Regions from separate parts of the Mus musculus genome. Here all the other regions are linked to region 2. A link is a contact called in public ChIA-PET, HiChIP or PLAC-seq and promoter capture Hi-C data. All regions are on one chromosome and are shown on one strand. Each heading gives the region's core, a stretch centred on a gene start, on an enhancer-like site or on the middle of the called end of the contact. The rest is flanking DNA. Distances are from core to core; before and after follow the strand shown. Region 1 holds the start of Gimap4 (GTPase, IMAP family member 4). Region 2 holds the start of Fam221a (family with sequence similarity 221, member A). Region 3 has its middle 17 kb from the start of Tmem176b. Region 4 holds the start of Gimap3 (GTPase, IMAP family member 3). Region 5 holds the start of Tmem176a (transmembrane protein 176A).

Region 1 (4,299 bases), core at 1,717-4,216, 680 kb before region 2:
AGAGGAGAGCTCTGCTTTGGACCAATTCCAGTCCTAAGTGACATCCAGGAAGAACTCTGAGTCTAGTTTAGCAGCTGAAATCTCCTGGAGATCTTCACTTCTCAGTCTCTCTATTTCAAGTACCATCTCATGTCAATGGCAGTGTATACAGCCCCTCTATCTTAACCATTCTGCTCTGTGATATGACATGAGATGAGTAAGACAAAGGTGAAGGGGCTAGCACAGGAAATGTCTGTTGGCAGGAAGGAGGTGTCTCAGGGCACATTTAAAAATAGCTGTTTTACTCTCATTAGAAAGGGTTCCGGGAAATGGGCTGACATCAGCTTGAAACTCACCATTTCTGGAGGACTGTTATGAAAAATCATCTCCGGTCTCTTCACACACACACAAAAATTCGACCAAGTTAGACCAGAGATTTCTTTAAGTCTGAGAGTGGAACTCATGGATTGAAAGAAAATGTCAGTTTATGTAGTATAGAGGGAACACGAAAAATGAACAGAAATTGTTGAGAAAGAAACTGTAGGGCTGGAAGGTGTTACTGCTGACCTGTGGAATCTGTTATAAATGTCTTTCTGGACTGGGACTGTATCTGGACATCTGTGCGCCCAGCATCCCAATTACTGAAGGTTTCAAACATGGGACCCTTCAGTGCACAGGGCAGTACATGGAAAGGTGAGAGGAGGCTTAGAAGGCCCATGGTGAAGAATTGAGGTTTGCCAGGACCTCTCTCAGAACCACCTGGTTGCCTGGTGACTCTGTGCCAAGTTACTAAATTTCACAGATGAACGTGGAAATCAAAGTCACTTCATAAATAGATTTTCCTGGTGGGAGGGTTGGTAATCTGACTCACTCCCCCGCCAATCACTCTTATTTTTAGTTGTGTTAGGGATCCAAAATCTAAGCTCTTTCCTGCTGATCTCTGCTTGAGTAACTCCCCAGAGCGGATGGTTCCTTGGGGCTTATAAACTGTGTGGATGTCAAGTATGCGAAAACAGTGTGGAGATATGAGGACATGAGGTTCTTCTAATATGTATATATGTGTGTGTGTGTATATATGTATATGTATGTGTGTGGATGGAGAGATTGAATAGAATTTGAAAGGAGACTGTCCCAAGTTGAAGAGGTAGGCATGAAGCCTGAAGCAAACAGAGAGAGAGAGAGAGAGAGAGAGAGAGAGAGAGAGAGAGAGAGAGAGAGAGAGAGGTGGAGGGGAGTGAGAGGGGAGGGGGAGAGGGAGGGGGAGGGGGCAAGGGGAGGGGGGAGGGGAAGGAGGGAGAGGGAGAGAGAGAGGGGGAGGTCCTGAAAAAAATCAACAAGTGGAAATAAAAGTGAAATTACACAAGAATCAGCCCCAAAGTAGGCAGAATAATAGAGAAGAGGAGAGAAAGAACAGGTTGGACAAGAAGAAATCTGGTAGCAGGACTGTGACTGTGTATTGTTAAAGAATTGTATACAGTCACATAGTGTGTTTGGATTAGTTCCACTCCAGTGTCTGTCCCCTCTGATTCCTTCTCTAGGCCTCTCCTTTCCTTCCCAACTTCTTGTCGTCTCTGTCTCTCTCCCCCATTTAAGAAAAAAAATCTAAACTCCACTTAGTGCTGTCCATATGTGCAGAGATGTGGAATCATCTACCAACAAATGGGTAACCTCTTAGGGGCAGTGCTCCTGAGAAAAAAACTTCACAACTTCTCTCTCTTTCTCTCTCTCTCTCTCTCTCTCTCTCACACACACACACACACACACACACACACACACACACACACACACACACACACAAACACTAGCAGCAATCAATTGCCCACAGCTCTCCTTAGATAGGGCAAGAGTTCATGAGCCCTTCCCCATCAGCACTGAGGTTTTGGTCCATGCAAATTTTTGTGTGAAATGACCTTGTCATATCCAGCAAATAGTGTTTCACTGCAGTGTTCAATGACTCCAGTCTTTTCACCCCTCTTCTGTAATAAGCCCTGACCCCTGAGGAGAGGAGATATGATATAGATGTGCTATTTAAATCCAACTGTATCATGAATTATATGACATGTAAAAATACCTAAATATCCAAATTAAAAGTAGATTCTAGGGGCTGGTGAGATGGCTCAGTGGGTAAGAGCACCCGACTGCTCTTCCGAAGGTCCGGAGTTCAAATCCCAGCAACCACATGGTGGCTCACAACCATCTGTAACGAGATCTGACTCCCTCTTCTGGAGTGTCTGAAGACAGCTACAGTGTACTTACATATAATAAATAAATAAATCTTTAAAAAAAAAAAAGTAGATTCTATTTATATGCTATTAACAAGGAGCTCTCTTCTCTCTCTTTCTCTCTTACTCAATTATTTCTTTCTCTCATTTCTTTCTTTTTTTTTTTAAGCTCAGCTGCCCAGAAGTTAGTGGCTTCTTCTTCTTTTTTATTGATTGATTGATTGATTGATTGATTGATTATATGTAAGTATGCTGTAGCTGTCTTCAGACACTCCAGAAGAGGGAGTCAGATCTCGTTACGGATGGTTGTGAGCCACCATGTGGTTGCTGGGATTTGAACTCCGGTTCTTCGGAAGAGCAGTCGGGTACTCTTACCCACTGAGCCATCTCACCAGCCCCCTTTCTCTCATTTCTTAAACAAACATACAGGAGATTCAATATCACTGCCAGCCAAGTCATTGTCATTCACATTTACAGATTGTTCTGCCAAACAAGAGCTGACTGACCGTTATTTACTATGATGGACCATATTGCAGTCAACTAAAGTCCTGGTGGTGAAAAAACGTGACTATTGATTTATCACATTCCAAGTGCTAAGTAGCTACCAGCAGCCCATGGGTACCACATGAGATGACACAGAACAAGAGGACTGCAGAACGTTCTGCAGTGCAGCTTGCTAGGAAGATGGGTGGGTCCCTTGCACACTCCTATTTCCACAGTTCCTCCCCCTCGCTTCCTCTCTGCTACTCTGTTTTCTTGGTGTTTAGTATTGTTTCGAAATCAGAGAAGGTCAAAGGACCCAGATTTTCAGGTAAGAGAATAGGGATGGATGATGTGGGTGTTGAATTTGGTGAGGAAGGGGCCTCTCTACTAGCTGTGTCTAGTAAACCTCCTGACAGACCTGCTCTTGGGAATTGTATTCATTGGCTTCTGTTTCCAGCCTGATAATTTTAGGCTGTAGTCCGAGTTGAAGGCTGAGTTCTACAAATTCCTGTGTGCTTCAGGGTTCGCTGCTTTGAGGAGGACACTTTTTCTACAGGGAAAGTATTCCTGCACTGGTCAAAAAAAAAAAATTTTTTTTTTAAATGTGACTCTTCCAGGAAGAGAATGACTGAGTTAGCTTGGAGAGAGCAGGCAGGAAGAAGGCAGGGATGCGGAGGATCCCTAACAGGCTCAGCTTGGCACAGCTCCCCCAAGCTGCCATAATGTTGGGATTAGCACTAGCCTTTATCTTTTTCCTGTAAGCTGCTTCCTAGGGAACCTGCCTCTTGGGGAAACTATTTCCCCCCCGAGTTCTTAGAAGAGCTGAGCTCCCTCCAGGTAGGTCTAAGTAGGGAGGTTATGTTTACTGTGGCTACTGTTCTGAAGCCAGTAGTAGACGTTTGGTCATAGGCAGAGCGGGGATGACTTAGTCAATGAAATCTGCACCTACAGAAACACAGGTCCTGGTTTTACAGATGAATTAGAGTCTAAAGAGCTCCTCTGTCACCCTGTGCCCTCTGTCTCCCCCGACCCCGAGAAAGTTTTGAGAAATTTTCTACCATTGATACTGGGCCTCCTTGCTAATCACCAAATCAAGTCTGTGCTAAGAACCAATGCTTTGTGTGAGTTTGTGGTTTCTTTTTAGTTTATGAGAAGCTGTCTTCCACCCACCTGGCCTTCAGGCATAAAAAGCCTCTTTCAAAAGAAGCATCTAGAGTTCTGCTTCACATCTGTATCTGAGGGCTCCCTGTGTGGGGACTCTGTCCTTACCAAGGAGCATTCCAACCTGTCCTGATTGTAGTTGGCTCCAGAGTTTTCAAATGTGTTCATGTGTATTAGGTAGAGGAAACACTCAAATGAGCTGAGTGTTTCTACATAACTGTGTCTTGGTTAACAGGGAAGGATGGCTGGGTGGCACAGGCCACCCCCAAGCAGAGAGAGGTAAAGACCCAAGAAGGTCAATTTGCTTGTTTAGTAAATTGAGACCCGCCCTTTGTCCAGTGCTGTGTCTGTGCCTGGAAAGTTTCCTGTCACAGAGTCAAAGAGGAGACAGTCATATGCTAAAAAATGATTTCGTGTTACAATCATGTCTTCGATGAGGAAATGCTGCTGTGCA
Region 2 (3,869 bases), core at 1,231-3,730:
TGGAAGTTTCTCAAAAAGCTGAAACTAGAACTACTATATGCCCCAGCTATACCATTTCTGGCCATATATCCTAAGAATTCCATATCTTACCATAGATACACGTGCACACCCATATTTATTTACTGTGTTTTTATTCAAAGTAACTAGGAACTAGGGTCAAAATACACCAACTGTTGCATGGATAATGGAAATGTGGTGTGCATACACAATGGGATTTTATTCAGCTGGAAAGAAAAACAAAACTTTTACCATATTTATTTACTGTGTTTTTATTCAAAGTAACTAGGAACTAGGGTCAAAATACACCAACTGTTGCATGGATAATGGAAATGTGGTGTGCATACATAATGGGGTTTTATTCAGCTGGAAAGAAAAACAAAACTTTCAGGTAATATGAACAGCAAAATATTGTACGAAGTGAGGGAACCCAGGCCCCGAAAGACAAATGCCACATCTTTTTTCTCAACGTGGATCTGAGTTTCAAACTTTGTACTTATGTACCTAAAATGGAGTGTCTATAGAGGTCAGTAAGCCAGAAAGGTCCCACAAGAGGGGAGGGAAAGAGGCCTCAGTGTGGGGAGGGAAGAGTAGAGCACATGCAATTTGACAGAAGAGGGCAATACTGGGAGCTAAGGGGTGAGGGCAGGGGCAGGGGTGAGTTAGCAGAAACTACTCACATATGGAAAGACTTATGGAAATTCAACACTTTGTATGCTAATTAAAACACTTTTAAAAAGGATTTTGAATGACGGGCTAATAACAATAAGAACTTTAAGAAGTTTAACACTAAGAACATCCCTTACTTATCCAGGCATTTGGAAGCAGAGGCAGGAGAAGCCCAAGTGTGAAAACAGACTTGACCGCATGGTGAGTTCTAAATTAGCCAGGATCATATAGCGGGTGAGACCTCTCAAAACCATCCCACCCTGACCAGGCCAGGGATACGGCTCAGTTGGCAGAGCCCTGAAGTAGAAACACACTGTTGGAAAACAGCCACAGCTGACCTGCTGCATTCGAGTTGCTGTGAACCTTGAATCTCTAAAAATCCAATTATCTGTTAAACAAGAAGATTAAAGGATGAGAAATTTGGTCCATAGAGAGCTACAATGTTTGAGAATTCTTTTCTCCTGAGTAACGGTTAATTTCTTACTCCTTTTCAGCTTGCCAGAACAACTTATAGCTAAATTACTAACGGATGATAATTCCATTTTTATATAAAATGCGTGGAGATTCTTTTTAAATGTTGAAACAGACTTATCTTGGAGTCAGGTGTATAGTTTGGCAGTACAGAGCTTACCTAGCAGCTCAAAGGCTTTGTGCTCCTACCCGGAAGGCAAGAACTTGGCTGAATTGTTTCTGCTTGTTCTTCCTTAACCTGTTATTTTCTTTGGAGAACATTTTTTTTTCCTTGTCACTTGCACTGGTACTCAGGATTGCTGGTTTTATATTTTATTATTTTCCAGTGGCATCGAGACTTGAACCCAGGGTCTCAGTATGCTAAACTCATGCTGTCCAACTAAGCTTCTATGCTCAGTTCTCAGCCTCAACCGTAATACTGAAAACATGGACGTTGACACCCCTCCCCCACACTTCAGAGATGTACTGATTCGAAGTGTGTGATTGTGAATGGGTGCGTGCAGCAGTGTAAACAAGCTCTGAGGCCAGTGGGCAAGAGGAAAGGGTTGGGTGTCTTCCTCTATCATGCTCCATTTAATCCTTTCATGTAGTCTCTCCCTGAACCCAGGGTTGGGATTTTCTTGTCTAGGCTGAAAGCCAGCAAACCTCATTGATTTTTCTGTCTCCACCTACCTTGAAACTGGGGTATTAAGAGTCTGAGATGCCTGGTTCTTTATGTGGGTGCTGGGATCTGAACTCTGGTACTTATGATCGCACAGCAAGCACTCTTAGCTACCGCTCCAAGTGGCCAATTCTCCAAGACTACGTACATTTCGAGAGATTGATTAAATGGGAAGAGGTATATAAACCCTGTTTTGAGAACCCATTGTATCCTGGCACTGCACTTATTCTTAAGGAGACTCTGGGAATGAAGCAGTGAAGAGCACGAAGTTTGAAGTGGGCAAACAGCATCTGTTTTGCAGCCTTGGGCTATGCAGGAGAAGCCAATTTGTAGGGCTCAGGTAGCGGTAGGGTGGCGAAGCTCAAGCTAAATTAAGCTCAAGGACCCTTAGAGGATCGCCAGGTAGACTGTGGGCCACGGAAGCAATCACGAGGGTTGGTGGAGACGTTTGGCCTGGAGCAGCAAGAGGGGCGGGGCAAAGCGGGGCTTGGCCAAGGGGCGTGGCACAAGGAAGAAGAGGGGCGCTAGGACAGGCCGGATGCTAGGGTAGAGCGGGAGCTGGGGAGAGGTAAGGATGAGGGCGGAGCTAAGTGGGGCGGAGCCCAGAGGAGGGGGAAGATTGATTGGGGAGGAGCTGCGGGGAGAGGACGGGAGCTGAGGGGGACAAGGGCGGGACTAAGCGGGTGAAACAGAGGGGCGGGGCCCAGGACGGGGCGGGGCTAAGGGGGCGGGACCGGGCAGTTTCTGGCGGCAAGGCTGTTTGTTACTCGCGCAGGTCTGGTGGATCCTGCCTGGCAGCTGCAGGGCGGACTCAAGAGCTCGAGGCAAGGGCTCCTTTCGCTTCCCGCGGCCATGGAGCGGCTGACGTTGCCTCCTGGTGGTGCGGAGGCAGTGGACGAGTACTTGGAGTACCGGAGGTGAGGCCTTAACTCTGCTCCGCGGGGCGGGCTCCTGTTCACGGACTCTTGTCCGTCCGAGCACGGTGGGACGAACCCGGACCCAGCGGACGAACGTACTAGCGCTCTGGGAGTCTGTTCGGGAGGCCTGGATTAATTTCACATTTCATCCTCTGTAATTAAATTTGCAGACACACAATTCTATTCTATAATGAATCTCTTCGGAGACCACTTGAGAGTCTCCTTTGCCAAAAGGGATGATTAACTACTTTTAAAATGGATCCCTTTTTGTTTCTCTTAGTGACAATTGATTTACATATTGGGTCTATAAAAGTTAGTAGATGTCAGTTTATACATCAATTCAGTGCTCTCCCAAACCAAGGGAGATGGTTTTTGGACTTAGCTTCCGAGACTCCTCTCTGGAAGCAGGGAACACAGCTGCTTGCTCCTTTGGCTCCACACACATCTGCCCCCAATTCCCATAGCCTAGGAGGGGTTTCTTCTTGACAGCTGGGAAACTGGGAGAATAGAGGTTACAGACGACTTGGAGAATGTGTGTGCACAAAGGAAAAGCCAGATGTATAGAGCTTCCCCCAAGTCATTCGTGGGGTGTCCAGGCAGTTGGGTTTCCCAGCATATTGCCCCAATAGTGTAGTTTTGGGTAATGCTTAGAACTTTCTGAAGATTCTGAACAGGAAATGTGAGATGGAACAGCTTGATCAGTCTGTCTTAGTTAGGTTTCTATTGCTCTATTGAAACACTGATCAAAAGCAACTTAGGAGGAAAGGGTTTATTTCAGTGTATAGCTTGTAGGCCATGATCCAGGGAGGCCAGGCCAGGGGCTAATGCAGTGCCCCTGGAGGGTGCTGCTCATTGCTTTGCTGTTCATGGCTTGCTCGGCCTGTTTGCTAATAGCATAGTAATAGTGAGCTGGGCCCTCCTACATCAATCAGAGGTCCTGCCACAGGCTTGCCCACAGGCCAGTCTAGTGTGTATGTGTGTCATTTTTTCTCAGTTGAAATTTTCTTATTTTTTTAAAAATTCTTTTTAAAAAGGAATTATTTATTTTTTGTATATGAGTACACTGTACCTGTCTTCAGACACACCAGCAGAGGGCATCAGATCCCATTACAGATGGTTGTGAGCCACCATGTGGTTGCTGGGAATTGAACTCA
Region 3 (3,936 bases), core at 1,422-3,921, 540 kb before region 2:
TAAGGAAGTAACCTATTCAGTAAATAATTAAGCATTACAAAGGACGGAGACAGTAGCTCAGAGCTGGTCTGCAAAATATTTACTAGGACAGTAGCAAATCTCACCCAAACAAGGGAATATCATGAAAGAGCCAGGGAATCCCACTGAGATAGAAACCTTCAGTACAGGCTGCATTACATATTAGAAGCAAGTTGGTGAATTCTTCTGACAAATAGAGATTCTCCAGATACTTAAAAGTTACACTCATGTGGGAGTTTGGCAAGGCCTAGAAAATAGGGGGGTTGTGATATTGCATTATTTTTGAGGTCTGCCAAGAGCAGAACCCCCTGGTGCTAGCCTTCACAAGGTTCAAAGGTATAGCACTAGAGTGTGAAATCCTCACCTGTCACTAAGCTGACCCTAGGCAGGACTGCTTTATCTTTACTGTAAACATCTACCTGGTTCCTGTAAATCCTTTTGAAGTCATTCCTTTGTTTTGTTCAGGTAACTTCAATGTACTTTGCCTGCTACCCTTTGTATTTTCTGTACTATATAAGATTGATGTTCACTTTGTGAGAATACATTCAGATTCTACACAATCTCCTGTGTTGGTCTGTCTGTCACCTGCTGATGCCTTGTCCACCTGCCCCAGAGACTCATTCCATGCAGACAAAGGGACCCAGAGGGTCTGTGGCAACATATTCTCATTTAGTGCTCTTTTAGCTGGAATCTTGCTGCTGCCTCATTTTTAATAATATTTAATTTAAATATGTTCCATATTCTGCCCATGCTAACATGAACTATAGCATCCTCCATTTGGTAGGCTCAACAGGGAACGTGCCTTTAACTCCCGTTCTGCACTCTGTGGTAAGCAGCAGAGGGAATGCTTTTCTAGACAAACTGCGAAGCTGAAGGTCAACCTCGGTCTATGCACACCCAGTCTCTCTGTCTTACTAGACATGGGAATCAGGGCCTCTTGAAAAGGGAAAGGGATCATTCAACAGCTGGTTGTTTGTGAATCACATACCTTCTTGTTTGTGCTGTAAAAGAATTCACATCACAGTCAGTGTTGTGATGTGACACACACATATATTTTATAAGTGCATTTGCAGAGCCTGAGTTTATGTGCAGCTTCCTGAGGAAGGCACCCTTGACCAACAAGAGTTGCTTCCTGAGTATGTGAATTCCTTCTTCTCCACGTGGCACCTCTTTACAGCTCACTTGGGGTCTCCCCAGAAACTCACCCTTACAGGAGGCTTTGAAGTGCTGCCCCATAGGGCCAGGACCTAGATATTCAGAGGGAACCATTTAGACATCAGTTACTGCACCCTAGTGAGTCTAACATCTTGTGTAAGAATCAGGACTTGTTCAACAGCAGGGGGATTCAGGCTTGGGTCAGCTCAGCACCTGGGAGAACAACTACAGGAGAAATTTTCCCCTCTAGGGTCTGATTTCAGCTCGTGGTCTTCATCTTCAAGCTCAGGGTGATCTTTGGCAGCCCCAGGCAGGCGTGGGACAGCAAAGAGCAACCATAGACCCTACATCGCAGCCTCAGGCTTCAAGTGCAGCCTTTGCTGAATCTGTGACCCAGAAGCCATAGGTGTGCTGACATGACTAAGTCAGGCTGTGTGCCTATGCCTGAAGCCACACGCCAGGGTATATGATCTGCAGTATAGGTAAGTCTGAGCCACATGCTTTATTCCTGGATCTGAAGACATTTAGCCTGTCAGAAATGAAAGAGGTCTCTGATGAATCTAGGGCTGCTAATAGAAAGTAGGCGTGGCTGCTGAGGCCATCTGTTTTGAAATTCTATACTAATGCCCACTCAGTGGTTCATAAAGCTTTCCCCGTTTTTTAAGTCTCAACCAAAGCCGGTGGGAGAGCAACCAAGGTGCTTCTCCCTCTCTATGGTGATGCTCAAGAGCTCCACCAAATTCAGTTACTGCCCAGATAGGTCACGGTGGTCATGATACAAACTGGCAAATACAGATGGCTCAAAACACACTAAATCAAAACATTTCATGCTGTTTATTTATTTACCCAACAAATATTTGGAGATTGCCTCCCACTGGCCTCTGATAGCATTGCTGTACAGAAGGCAGACATGTGCTGTCACTATTGAAGTTTACTGTCAACTGCCGGGTTTATATGTACAAACCTGTAAAGTAAATTAAATTTGCCTCTGTCAGTGGCACACTGTAGCTTAATATAGAGATGGATTCCCTGACCTAACTTGTGAGTAGAGTCTTAAGGTGAGTACACGAGTCTCAGCCAATCAGGGCACCAATGCTCGAAGCGGAGGTGGAGGTGGTCACCGGTCCAGACACGGCCATGAAAGAGGAAGGCTGAGCTGTGGCCAACCTGTTTTTCTCTCTGTGTTGTCTTTTTTTTTTTTTTTTTTCCTGTCACCTTGGGCAGAGAGTTGCCTGGTGGTCCTCTCTGAACTTTTACTGGTTTAGGCTACTGTCCAGTCCTTGAATTTAGTCTGTCTGACAAAGCAAAAACAAAAAACAAACAACCAGGGCCAAATGATCTTGAACCCCTCCCCAGTTCTCCCCACTCTCCTCCCCCCACCACCCCGATTTCACGTTCTTTTAAAAAATGTATCAAGTAAAGTTTGTACTGCTCTAACCGCTTCCCTTTCCCCACGATTAAGGTCCAAAGTCCCGCCAGTGTTTGCCCTACATTGCCACAGGGATCCTTGTTGATTGCCTCATCGCTCCAGCTCACAGCTCCACACGAATCTCTCTCACCCCACCCCCAGTTCCATACACTCCAGCTTACCCCAAGTCTCAAAGGAATGGAAATAAGAGACATCCAAAGCTGTTTTTCATGAGAACAAAATGTCCTCAATTCCTGGAAGCTTTATTTGGCTACATGCCCCTGCATTTGACTCTGGGGCCATGCCCCTGACACAAGACAGTGGCAAAAGGAGGATGTGGGGCACCGTGGGTACCCAATTGTCCTATCTCACTCATGCTCTGCTGTGCTCCATCTTCCCATTGCAGTATCCCACATGCCACCATCCACGCTCCCCTCCGCGACTTCTGTGCTATGTGTATCATCTTTTCAGCTTTAGGACTGGATTTAAAGACCAGATCAGCTTTTCACTGTCTGCAAAATTTGGAACTTACTGGCAAGGACATACTGAAAAGGAAGGGTTAGAAGTGAAAATACCAAATAGAAAATACTAAAGTAGAAGCTCCTGACAAATAGAAATAATTATGGACACATTTTCAGAAAAGAAAATTAACCCGCCCTATATTAATTAAGGGACATACTCATCAAGATATAATTATTGCTATAAGCATAGGTGCACTGAACATTGGTGCAGCCAACTTCACAAAGCAAACACTACCAGATATAAAGGGGCAGATGGTCCAATAACAACAAATGAGTGAAAAAAACCTATTCTCATCAGTATATAGGTCATCTGGGTTAAAAAAATCAGAGAAATTTCTGAATTATACTCTACCATAGATCAAACAAATTTAACAGACATCTACATAATTCTATTGTATTCTATACAATAACTGTAGAATATACATTATTCTCAGCAGTCCATATAATTATCCCTCAAGTGGACCACATTTAAATCACAAAACAAGTCTCACAAATATGAAAATATCATATCACATAAAATAAAAATAAAAAATCAATAGCAAGAGAAACAACAAAACTGTACAAACATATGGATGCTAAACAGTACACTCTTAAGTGGTCAAAGGTTCATTCAAAAAAATCAAAAAGGAAAATTAAAAACTCTAGAATAAAATGAAAACGAAAAGCAGCTCCTCTTGAAAGCTTGCCCTCATTACATGTGCAGAGATCAGGAGGCGACACAGCACGAGTGTGGAAGTCAGACAGCGTGGTGGAGATGTCTGTTGTCTCTCCTTCCATCTTTCTGTGAGTTCCAGGGACCAAACGCAGGTCACCAGGCTTATGTGGCAAGCATCT
Region 4 (4,053 bases), core at 35-2,534, 600 kb before region 2:
TGTTTGCTTTGACTGGTCTTTAAAGAATGTATTACTTTATCCAAAACAAACAGCAAATGCTTTCTGTGAACAGATGAACCTGAGTGAACGCACACCTTTAATCCCAGCACTCGGGAGGCAGAGACAGGCAGATTTCTGAGTTGAAGGCCAGCCTGGTCTACAGAGTGAGTTCCAGGACAGCCCGGGCTACACAGAGAAACCCTGTCTCGAAAAACAAAACAAAACAAAACAAATTCCCTCCTGCCCAGCACTGTGAATGTTCACCAAGAAAAAGAAAAGTGATGGGAAAGAAAGAAAATTAAACCTGCAGGGGACGGGGAGATAAGATAGCCAGTCCAGCCACTCAGTGAGTACTGGATTCAGTGAGATGATACGCCAATAGATAATTTAGCCAGTCAGAGAGTGCAGACCACAGTCAGTGATGGAAAAAGACATCTGGTGTCCCTTTGCTCTCCAACATCGAGGAACCCAAGGCTCTGGGGAAGAGCCTGGGGTTGTTCTTATCCATTGATAGAGTCCTGACCCCGACTGGATAAAGCGAATGCTAGTCAGACAGCTAGGGTTCCTTCTGGACGATGGGTAGTGTATGAACTTCAGATCACCCATGGGGCCCACGTTCCATCTTCCTGCCACAACTCTAATTTCCCAGCTCACAAAACCCGGTCTGATGCCCCGTCCCAAAGACTGGTTCCCCTCCAGCTGCTCTCTGGTTCCCAGACACTCAATACAAGCCTGGCTGACAGCTCTAGGGAAATTGCTTTAGAAGCTTGTCTGCTCCCTTTCGCCCTTGGAAAGCAAGGAGAATGTCTAAGAGTCCACCTCTCCTGAGTCCTCAGTGGTGTGTTAGCCTTGTTCTGTGAGGGAGAAAACTCACTGATGTTCCACAGACAAGACTAAAAGTCCCTGGGGAACAGGAATTTCTCTACAGTCTATGAAAAAAGATCAGTTGTCTTTCCCTTCAGGTTGACACTAATTGTTACTGGTAGATTTAAGGGTGAGCAGGATAGAAGAACACCACACACACACACACACACACACACACACACACACACACACACCACAAGATCCCTGTTACCTGGTGAGTTCCTGAGGATCTTTCCATTCAAGATCTATAGCCACTGTGGAGCTACCTTCCAGGCCTAGGCAGCCTCTCACATTGGTTTGTAGTCTTTCGTAAAAGTACAAGAGCTACAAGAGGTGAAGGCCAGCTCACAAGATCTGTCTTCCAGGGGGAGGAAGACGGTGTCTCCTGAGGGGTGGGAAAGGGTGATGTACATGAGTTTCTCTGAAAAGGGGTGCTCTGAGGGCCACTGAAGAAGGCAGCCAGTGGAAAAGGTTGATTTAAAAAAAAAAAAAAAGTTCTGCTTCCTGCTCCACCCTCATCGGCCACACCACTGAGATGTTTGTGTACAAAGTATTCTCTATGGGCCTAAGAGAATCTAGAAGTCTAAAAGCATGGGCAACCCAAGACTCTAGCTTCTGCTCCTCCTCACCAGGCAGACAGCATGCATCTCTTCTGCTCTGCTGTTTACCTCTGCCATCCGGAGGTAGCTTCTTAGATGGAATTTGAGGTGGCAGTTGAGCCTAAAGTGGCTCTCTCCAGGGCCCACTGGACAGATCAATAGCTATCATGCTTGAGCCTGGCTAAGGTACCCTGGCTTCTAGGGAGAGTATGGGAGAACAAGGCTTAGGTTTTCTCACCTGGGCAGACCTTGTCTCCACAGAAGCCATGAAGCTAGCTACCCAGTCTATAGTATGGTTTAGGCAAAGCAACAGCACTTAGTGGAATCCCAAGTCCCTGTGCCTCTGCCTGCTGCCCTGCAGGACTCAGGATCCGGAGTGAGCCAGGTCTCCTCCCTGGAGGAGTTCCACTTAGCCGTGTGTTTGAGTTCAGATCACTTTTTTATTCACTTGCTGTTCTTTTCCGCGTATGAGTGTTTTGCCTACATGTATGCAAGTGCCCTCTGCACATGCCTGGTGCTTGCAGAAGCCAGGAGAGGCTGCTGGATCCCCTGGATCTGGAACTATTAACACTTGTAAGGCTCCTTAACTACTGAGCCATCCCTCCAATCCCAAGTTTGGGTGATTTTTTTTTTTTTTTAAACAAAAGAATGTTCAAGGAGGAGAGTGGGATATGGGATCTATTTGGGTGAAATGAATATAGATGTTGTTCCTATAACCTGCATGTTCATATCCTTAGCTTTTTGTTTTGTTTTGTTTGTTGGTTTTTTTCGAGACAGGGTTTCTCTGTGTAGCCCTGGCTGTCCCGGTCTGTAGACCAGGCTGGCCTTGAACTCAGAACTATCTGCCTGCCTCTGCCTCCCAAGTGCTGGGATTAAAGGTGTGAGCCACCACTGCCTGGCTGTTGTTTTGTTTTGTTGTTTTAATTGACATGTATGCTCTTGTGGGTTCCTGAATCCACCTCAGCTCCTGCAGTGTGATTTCTTCCTCACAGAACTCAGGGATTGTTTGGAACCTTTTCTCACTGCAGCTTTCTGGTCCACGCCTCCAAAGGGAAGGTGCATCCTGCTGTGAAGGGACGGTCAGCAGGAAAGGAAGCCAGACTGCAGCCAATGAGAACAAGAGCCTGAGGCTCAAAACTGTAGGAAGGGAGTGGGAACTGGCGTCGACGTCTTGCAAACACTGCCCCCTGCTGGTTACCTGCTGGTTTGCTGTGTTCTGTTTTGCCCAGTCTGGAAATATTGAACAGTGGTTTGGGGGAGTTGTTTGTTTATTTTTGATGTGCCTGAGCTCGCACGTGCACATGCTCCTGAGTGAACACAGGAAAGCCAGAAGACTGACTGAAGGTGTCTTCTATTACTGCGATACCCTATTGCCTTGAAATAGGATCTCTCAGTGAATTCTTGATTTCTACTAGGTTGACTGCCAGGAGCTCTAGGACCTGCCACTTTGCGCCCGATGCTGAGATTACAGGCACAAGCAGTCATGCCCAGATTTTTATTTGGATGCTGGGGATTCCAACTTAGGTTCTCATGCTTGCACATAAAAAGTTCTTACTCACTGAAGGCTAACCGTCGCCTCTCAGCCTCAACAAATGCTTTCCTTTTGACTTGCTACTCTAGAGAGCCCTCCTTTCTCATCACCTTGTTTAAAACCATGCTGCTGTACCCACACGAGAGTCCAAACACGAATGCCTATGGCAGATTTGTTCACAAAGCCCATCCAAATGCAGAGACAACTCAGATACACTTTAGTAGGTGGGTGTGACACACCCGGGCAATGGGAACTACAAAGAGATGCGTTAGCAGGACACATGGAGCCTCAGAGGGAACGTATATACATGCTGCTACGTGAAAGAAGCTGATCTGGCAGGGCTCTGTGCTGTATAGCCACAGCTCTGTCGCATGCTGGAAAGGACAACTGTGAAGATCACCTGTGGTCAGGGACTTGGGGAAGTAGAGGGAGAAATGAACAGTGAAGTCAGAGGAATCTATGCTAATGAGATATTCTATCTGACCTGTGGGTTGCTGTTATCACCCACTTGTCAGGACCCACAGGATGTCAAACACCATGAGTGACCCCTGCTGTAAAGCTACACACTTTAGTTAATAAAATACATGAATACAATTCCATGGACAGCAACAATACTCCACTAATGCAACATGTTACTGATAGGAGAAACTGGTAAGGAGAGCATGCCCCCTCTGTACTTTCTGCTCAGATTTTCTGTAAATTTAAAACTGCTGAGGATGGAGAGATAACCGCAGTTGAGACCATCAGCTGCTCTTTCAGAAGACTCGAGTTCAATTCCCAGCACTCACAACCATCTGTAACTCATCCCAACATTTTCTTCTAGCCTCTGCAGGCACTGTAGCACACGGTGCACATATACATTGCAGACAAAACCATTTATACATATAAAAGAGAAAATATAGGTTAAATGAATTTTTAAGAACTTATTTTTAATAAAGTTAATTAATTTAAACTCAGCAGAGGATAAAAAGGGATGAGACAGGGCAAGAATCAGAGTAAAGGAGGTGAAATAGAGAGGGGGGTTGAAAAGGGATGAGAAGAGGAAAATAAAGGGTAGGA
Region 5 (4,171 bases), core at 527-3,026, 530 kb before region 2:
CAGTGGCTGGCTGGCTATTTGTTTTGAAAGGCATTTTTTAGTTTATGCTTTTGTGAGTTCCTCCTCCTCACATGTCCTGATTTTTTTCATAGAAGTTCTTTTATATCTGAAAATTACGACCGGCAATATGCACCCCTAGTCACACACCCACATGAACAGGCATGTTTAAATTACAAACATGCAGTAATTTTAAAAAAGATGTTGATCTTTGGACTGTATATCATAATTTGGTAGATACAGAGGCAAGGACCTATGGTGCTGGTCCAGGTATTAATTTCTGAAAAACAGTTTCTACTGTGGTCTGTGGTATATATTACTTTTCTCCCACTGAATAAAACCACTGTTCCGAGTTTCCATAGGGCCTCAGGCAGGCCCATGAGGTCTTCATATTCTGCCTGATTACTTCCTCAGCGTGGCCTCCATTCTAATCAGCACAGAGCTTAACACAGCTTCCCACTGTCTCCTGTTATGGGCTTATAACAACCATTTAGCCCCTCTGATGGCTTGCCTCTGTCCAAAAGAAGTTCTGCCCAGTGGCTCTCCTGGGCAGTCTGGTTAAGCATCAGTTCTGACTGGATATTGACGGCCACTCCAGTCACTTCCCTTTGCATCCCTTCATGTTCTCCCCCACGCCACGGAGCACCTTCCACTCACCCGTGCACCTCAGAGCCGAAAGCACAGGAGTCTGACAACTTTTCAGGAGGGACGAAGAGAAACACAAATGAAGGCCTCAGGTTCACACCTTCCCTTGAGGTTCCAGGAATAAAGTCTCAGTTGTCTGGGTGCTGGCCCCCTCTAGACCCCCAGTGCTATCCCTGCCCTGGCCACCCAGAATCCCTCTGCTTCCTCTGCAGAGCAGGAACTAAAGCCCTAGGCACCAAGAAGCCTCTCACCACTTCTGGCACCGCTCCAGATAGTGGCTCTCTGATATCCCTCCTCCCAGTGTTCAGAAACAAAGAAAAAGAACACCCCGTGTCCCCACAGCTGTCCCACCTCTGCGTGGTCTCAAAGGCCCTGCTCTTAGAACGCAGGCGTGAGGCACTGATAACTATGGAAGGTAAAGCCAGACTCTGACCTCCCCAGCCTCAGCCCTGTTTCCAGAGTCACATCCTCTGTCCAACACATCCCTCCCTCCCCAGAGTCCTACAGGAAAGCAGAGATAGAAGGAAGGAGAAGCATCCTGAGCCAAGATGGAGCTTGAGGAGTAGACTTGGAGACTCTTCCAGAGAAGAAGGAACCCTATGCTTCAAAAGGGGGCTACCAAGGGGCCGTGAAGGGTCCTGTCTCACCTGCTGTCCTCTGCGATGGGTGGGGCTGGAACTGAGAGGTCTGGGAGGAGCTGGCTTAAAGCTGACCCCAGAGAGAGGAGAGCAAGAAGGGGGTGGAGGGATGGGGCCTGACATGGAGTCTCTCAGTTTGCCAGCAAGTAGCTGACAGGAAAGGGCCCCACTTGAGGGGGGTCCATCAGGAGTAGATGATCAGGCCTGCTGGAGCAGGGATACAGGTGACACAGATACACTCATACACCCAAGGTGGCACAGGCCAGCACCTGCTCAGAAAGCTCTATCCCTGACTGGGAGAGAGAGCACTGTGCAATCAAAGGATTCCACAGGAACAATCAGTGCCAACCCCAGCTCTTACCTCGCCCACCTTCTCCAGCTCTCCAGTGCCCAGTGAGGAGCTGCCTGCTGGAAAACCCCTAAAGGGGCCCTCAGTCCCAGCTGCCTGCCAGGAAGTGTTGAGGTCTGCCCATTCCCCCTCCCCTTCTGGCTCCCACCCAGGTTCTTCCTCCTGCCAGGGCTGAAGTTCTCAACTACTGCCAGCGCCTCTGTGTGAGCTCTGGCCTTCCCTGCTGCACACTTCCCCGGTCCCAGAGGAATCAGGTAAGACAGCCCACCATCACTTTAGCATAGCTCGTTTCCCAGTCCATCCAGATCCATCCAGTCTGACGCCCTGCGAGCTTGCTAGGGGAGTGGACACACTGGGGTGTGCCTCCAGGGACAGGTATGGCCTCCATCTCTACCACTCAATTCTGTGGGGACAGGGTCAGTCAGTGCTTGTCGTTCATCCAAGGAGATGGTGGCGTCTGGGTGAGGTGGTCCCTGGGACCCTGGTAGGGAAGAGATAATTGCAACAGAAGCTTATGGGGCAGTTAGAGGGGGACACTGTTTAAGGGGCTTGGCCTCTGACCTGGATTCAGAAAATGCTGGGGAGAAGAGATCCAATCAGAGGTTGGGTGAAGAGATAGGTTGTGTGCGTTCTGCTTGATCCAAACATCAGGCTCCTGAAGACCATGGCAGTGGGGCACAAAGCAAATGTGGGGTGAAGCGGGTACTCCAGCATCAGGCTTCCCTGACAGACAACCCTCCAAAAGAGCTGAAGATACAGCTCCACAGCCAGGGGCAGCCATTCTGTGTCTCTGTTAGCCCCCAACTCCAAGCCGCCTCTGAAACATCTGCCAAATATTTCTTCCTGCTTTTCCTTTTCTCCCTCACAGACGATGTCCACAGACATGGAGACTGCAGTCGTCGGCAAGGTGGACCCTGAGGCTCCACAACCCACCCACATTGATGTGCACATCCACCAGGAGTCTGCTCTGGCCAAACTTCTGCTGGCCGGATGCTCATTGCTAAGGATTCCAGCATCCGCTTCCACCCAGAGCCAGGGCAGCAGCAGAGTGCTGGTGGCCTCCTGGGTGAGAGTAGCTACGTGCTTGATGGGCCCAGGGAGGGACCCTCATTTGGGCCATATTTTCCTCTGGCCTCCTCTATACATCTGTCCTCCTAAGACATTGAGTTGATTTTGTCTGTGTGTACAGACAGTTGCAGCTAACAGGTAGCCCTGCTGCTGGAGAGCTGTGTTTCAAGTCCTCTCTCTTCCAGGTGGTGCAGACTGTGCTGGGGGCTCTGAGTGTGGTTCTGGGTGGAACCCTCTACATAGGCCATTATTTAGCCATGTATTCCGAAGGCGCCCCCTTCTGGACTGGGATCGTGGTGAGTGTGGCATCATGAAGGTCCAGGGCTGTCTGAGAGCACAGGGATGGCGGTCCCTTTGCTTCCCTTCCACCACCACCATTGATGTGGCACCCCAGAGTATGTAGCCAAACAAGACCTGAATTAAGTAAGCCAGTCTGGTGCTTGTGTACATGACAAATGATGAAATGGTCGCCTGTGCAGCTGCAGGTCAGCTTTGTCTCTTGTCCCATGCTTCTCCCAGCAGGCTGACAGAAGCTCCTTGCCATCAGTAGTCATCAACAGTTAAGGCTCTCAGGGCTTATCTACCTCTAATGCCTGCCTCAAGACAGGGAAAGCGGAGTGCATCAGGCAGGAAGCATTGTCTTCTGGCTCTCTTACTTCCTTATGCTCATCCTATGGGGATCCAGGGATGAATTTTGTCAGAAGAGTGCTATTGTATTTAACGACAGCTGGTTAGGTTGAGCTGGTTATGTCATAGGTACAAAGGACTTTCTGATAGACCCACACTTTCAGAACAGCAAAACATATGTATTGAGAGGAGAGATTAAAGTAACCATGCTAATCCATCCAATGGCAGGATTATATGGACTGGTTATAGAATAATCAAATAGGATCAGGACCCATCTGCCCACCGAACTGCGTCAGACTCCCCGTTCTTCTATCCTAGTTAGATGGACCCAACGGCTGCTAAGACAAGTGTCTGGACCCAAGGCTGCCTAAAGTCACATTCTGCATCCCCAGCTTTTCCAACAGTATGGGACTCTGACCTACAAGATCTCTGGTCCCTGGAACGTTCTTGAAGAATTTAGTGTGACTTTAAAAGAAGGTGGTTGGGATGGATAGGAAGGTTCCCACCTGACTCAACCGTGTACACTTAGGTGTCAATAAAACAGTGCCCTACAGCCTCACAACTGTGCTCCAAGCTCATTGTCCCACACAGTTACTCCACCATAGACAACAGAACATAGCAGAACATCTGAGATGCAGAGGAAATGCTCTAGGCCATGTGGCTGGCACTACAGATGGCAAACACAGAGGAAATGAGGCGGGGGATTAACAGACACTTGTCCTATACTGATTCTTTTGGTTCAATCACTCCTTAGGCTATGCTGGCTGGAGCTGTTGCCTTCCTTCACAAGAAACGGGGTGGTACCTGCTGGGTAAGTTTAGGACCAGGCAGGACCCAGGCTCTGCCT

What was found. Promoter capture Hi-C pulls out the DNA fragments that hold promoters and counts their contacts. ChIA-PET counts read pairs in DNA pulled down with a chosen protein or histone mark. HiChIP or PLAC-seq counts read pairs in DNA pulled down with a chosen protein or histone mark.
Region 1: an RNA polymerase II ChIA-PET map of memory CD8 T cells shows a contact between it and region 2, with 12 read pairs. The contact joins the promoter of Gimap4 here to the promoter of Fam221a in region 2.
Region 3: a FOXA1 HiChIP or PLAC-seq map of pancreatic cancer cells shows a contact between it and region 2. The contact joins the enhancer-like site here to the promoter of Fam221a in region 2. A contact is called at or near these places in 2 of 39 promoter capture datasets (embryonic stem cells and stem cell-derived epiblast-like cells) and 2 of 115 datasets of contacts at active chromatin or transcription factors (embryonic limb bud and pancreatic cancer cells).
Region 4: a contact with region 2 is called in an RNA polymerase II ChIA-PET map of memory CD8 T cells, with 9 read pairs. The contact joins the promoter of Gimap3 here to the promoter of Fam221a in region 2. A contact is called at or near these places in 2 of 115 datasets of contacts at active chromatin or transcription factors (embryonic forebrain and memory CD8 T cells) and 1 of 9 other capture datasets (pancreatic islet).
Region 5: a promoter capture Hi-C map of stem cell-derived epiblast-like cells shows a contact between it and region 2, with 5 times the contacts expected there. The contact joins the promoter of Tmem176a here to the promoter of Fam221a in region 2. A contact is called at or near these places in 5 of 39 promoter capture datasets (the C10 cell line, the HPC-7 cell line, embryonic stem cells and 1 more), 4 of 484 Hi-C or Micro-C datasets (embryonic stem cells and muscle stem cells), 1 of 115 datasets of contacts at active chromatin or transcription factors (pancreatic cancer cells) and 1 of 9 other capture datasets (embryonic stem cells).

The regions. Positions count from the first base shown.
Region 1 is chr6:48,681,612-48,685,910 of GRCm38.p6, forward strand. It overlaps Gimap4 (GTPase, IMAP family member 4), which reads left to right and starts at 2,967. Exons shown (of 3, transcript NM_174990.4): 1 at 2,967-3,012.
Region 2 is chr6:49,365,259-49,369,127 of GRCm38.p6, forward strand. Fam221a (family with sequence similarity 221, member A) reads left to right here and starts at 2,481. Exons shown (of 7, transcript NM_172727.3): 1 at 2,481-2,715. The coding sequence starts at 2,651.
Region 3 is chr6:48,822,525-48,826,460 of GRCm38.p6, forward strand. No RefSeq gene overlaps it. Among named protein-coding and RNA genes, the nearest start is that of Tmem176b, 17 kb to the right of the region's middle. Within about 2 kb of position 2,672, at least 31 of the 459 cell types and tissues checked have an H3K27ac peak or open chromatin away from gene starts, as enhancers often do. A contact at or near this core is called in pancreatic cancer cells, where this site is marked.
Region 4 is chr6:48,769,567-48,773,619 of GRCm38.p6, forward strand. Gimap3 (GTPase, IMAP family member 3) reads right to left here and starts at 1,285. Exons shown (of 5, transcript NM_031247.3): 1 at 1,076-1,285.
Region 5 is chr6:48,839,707-48,843,877 of GRCm38.p6, forward strand. Tmem176a (transmembrane protein 176A) reads left to right here and starts at 1,777. Exons shown (of 7, transcript NM_025326.4): 1 at 1,777-1,883; 2 at 2,498-2,695; 3 at 2,883-2,993; 4 at 4,079-4,135. The coding sequence starts at 2,501. It overlaps Tmem176b (transmembrane protein 176B), which reads right to left and starts at 1,668. Exons shown (of 7, transcript NM_001164207.1): 1 at 1,290-1,668.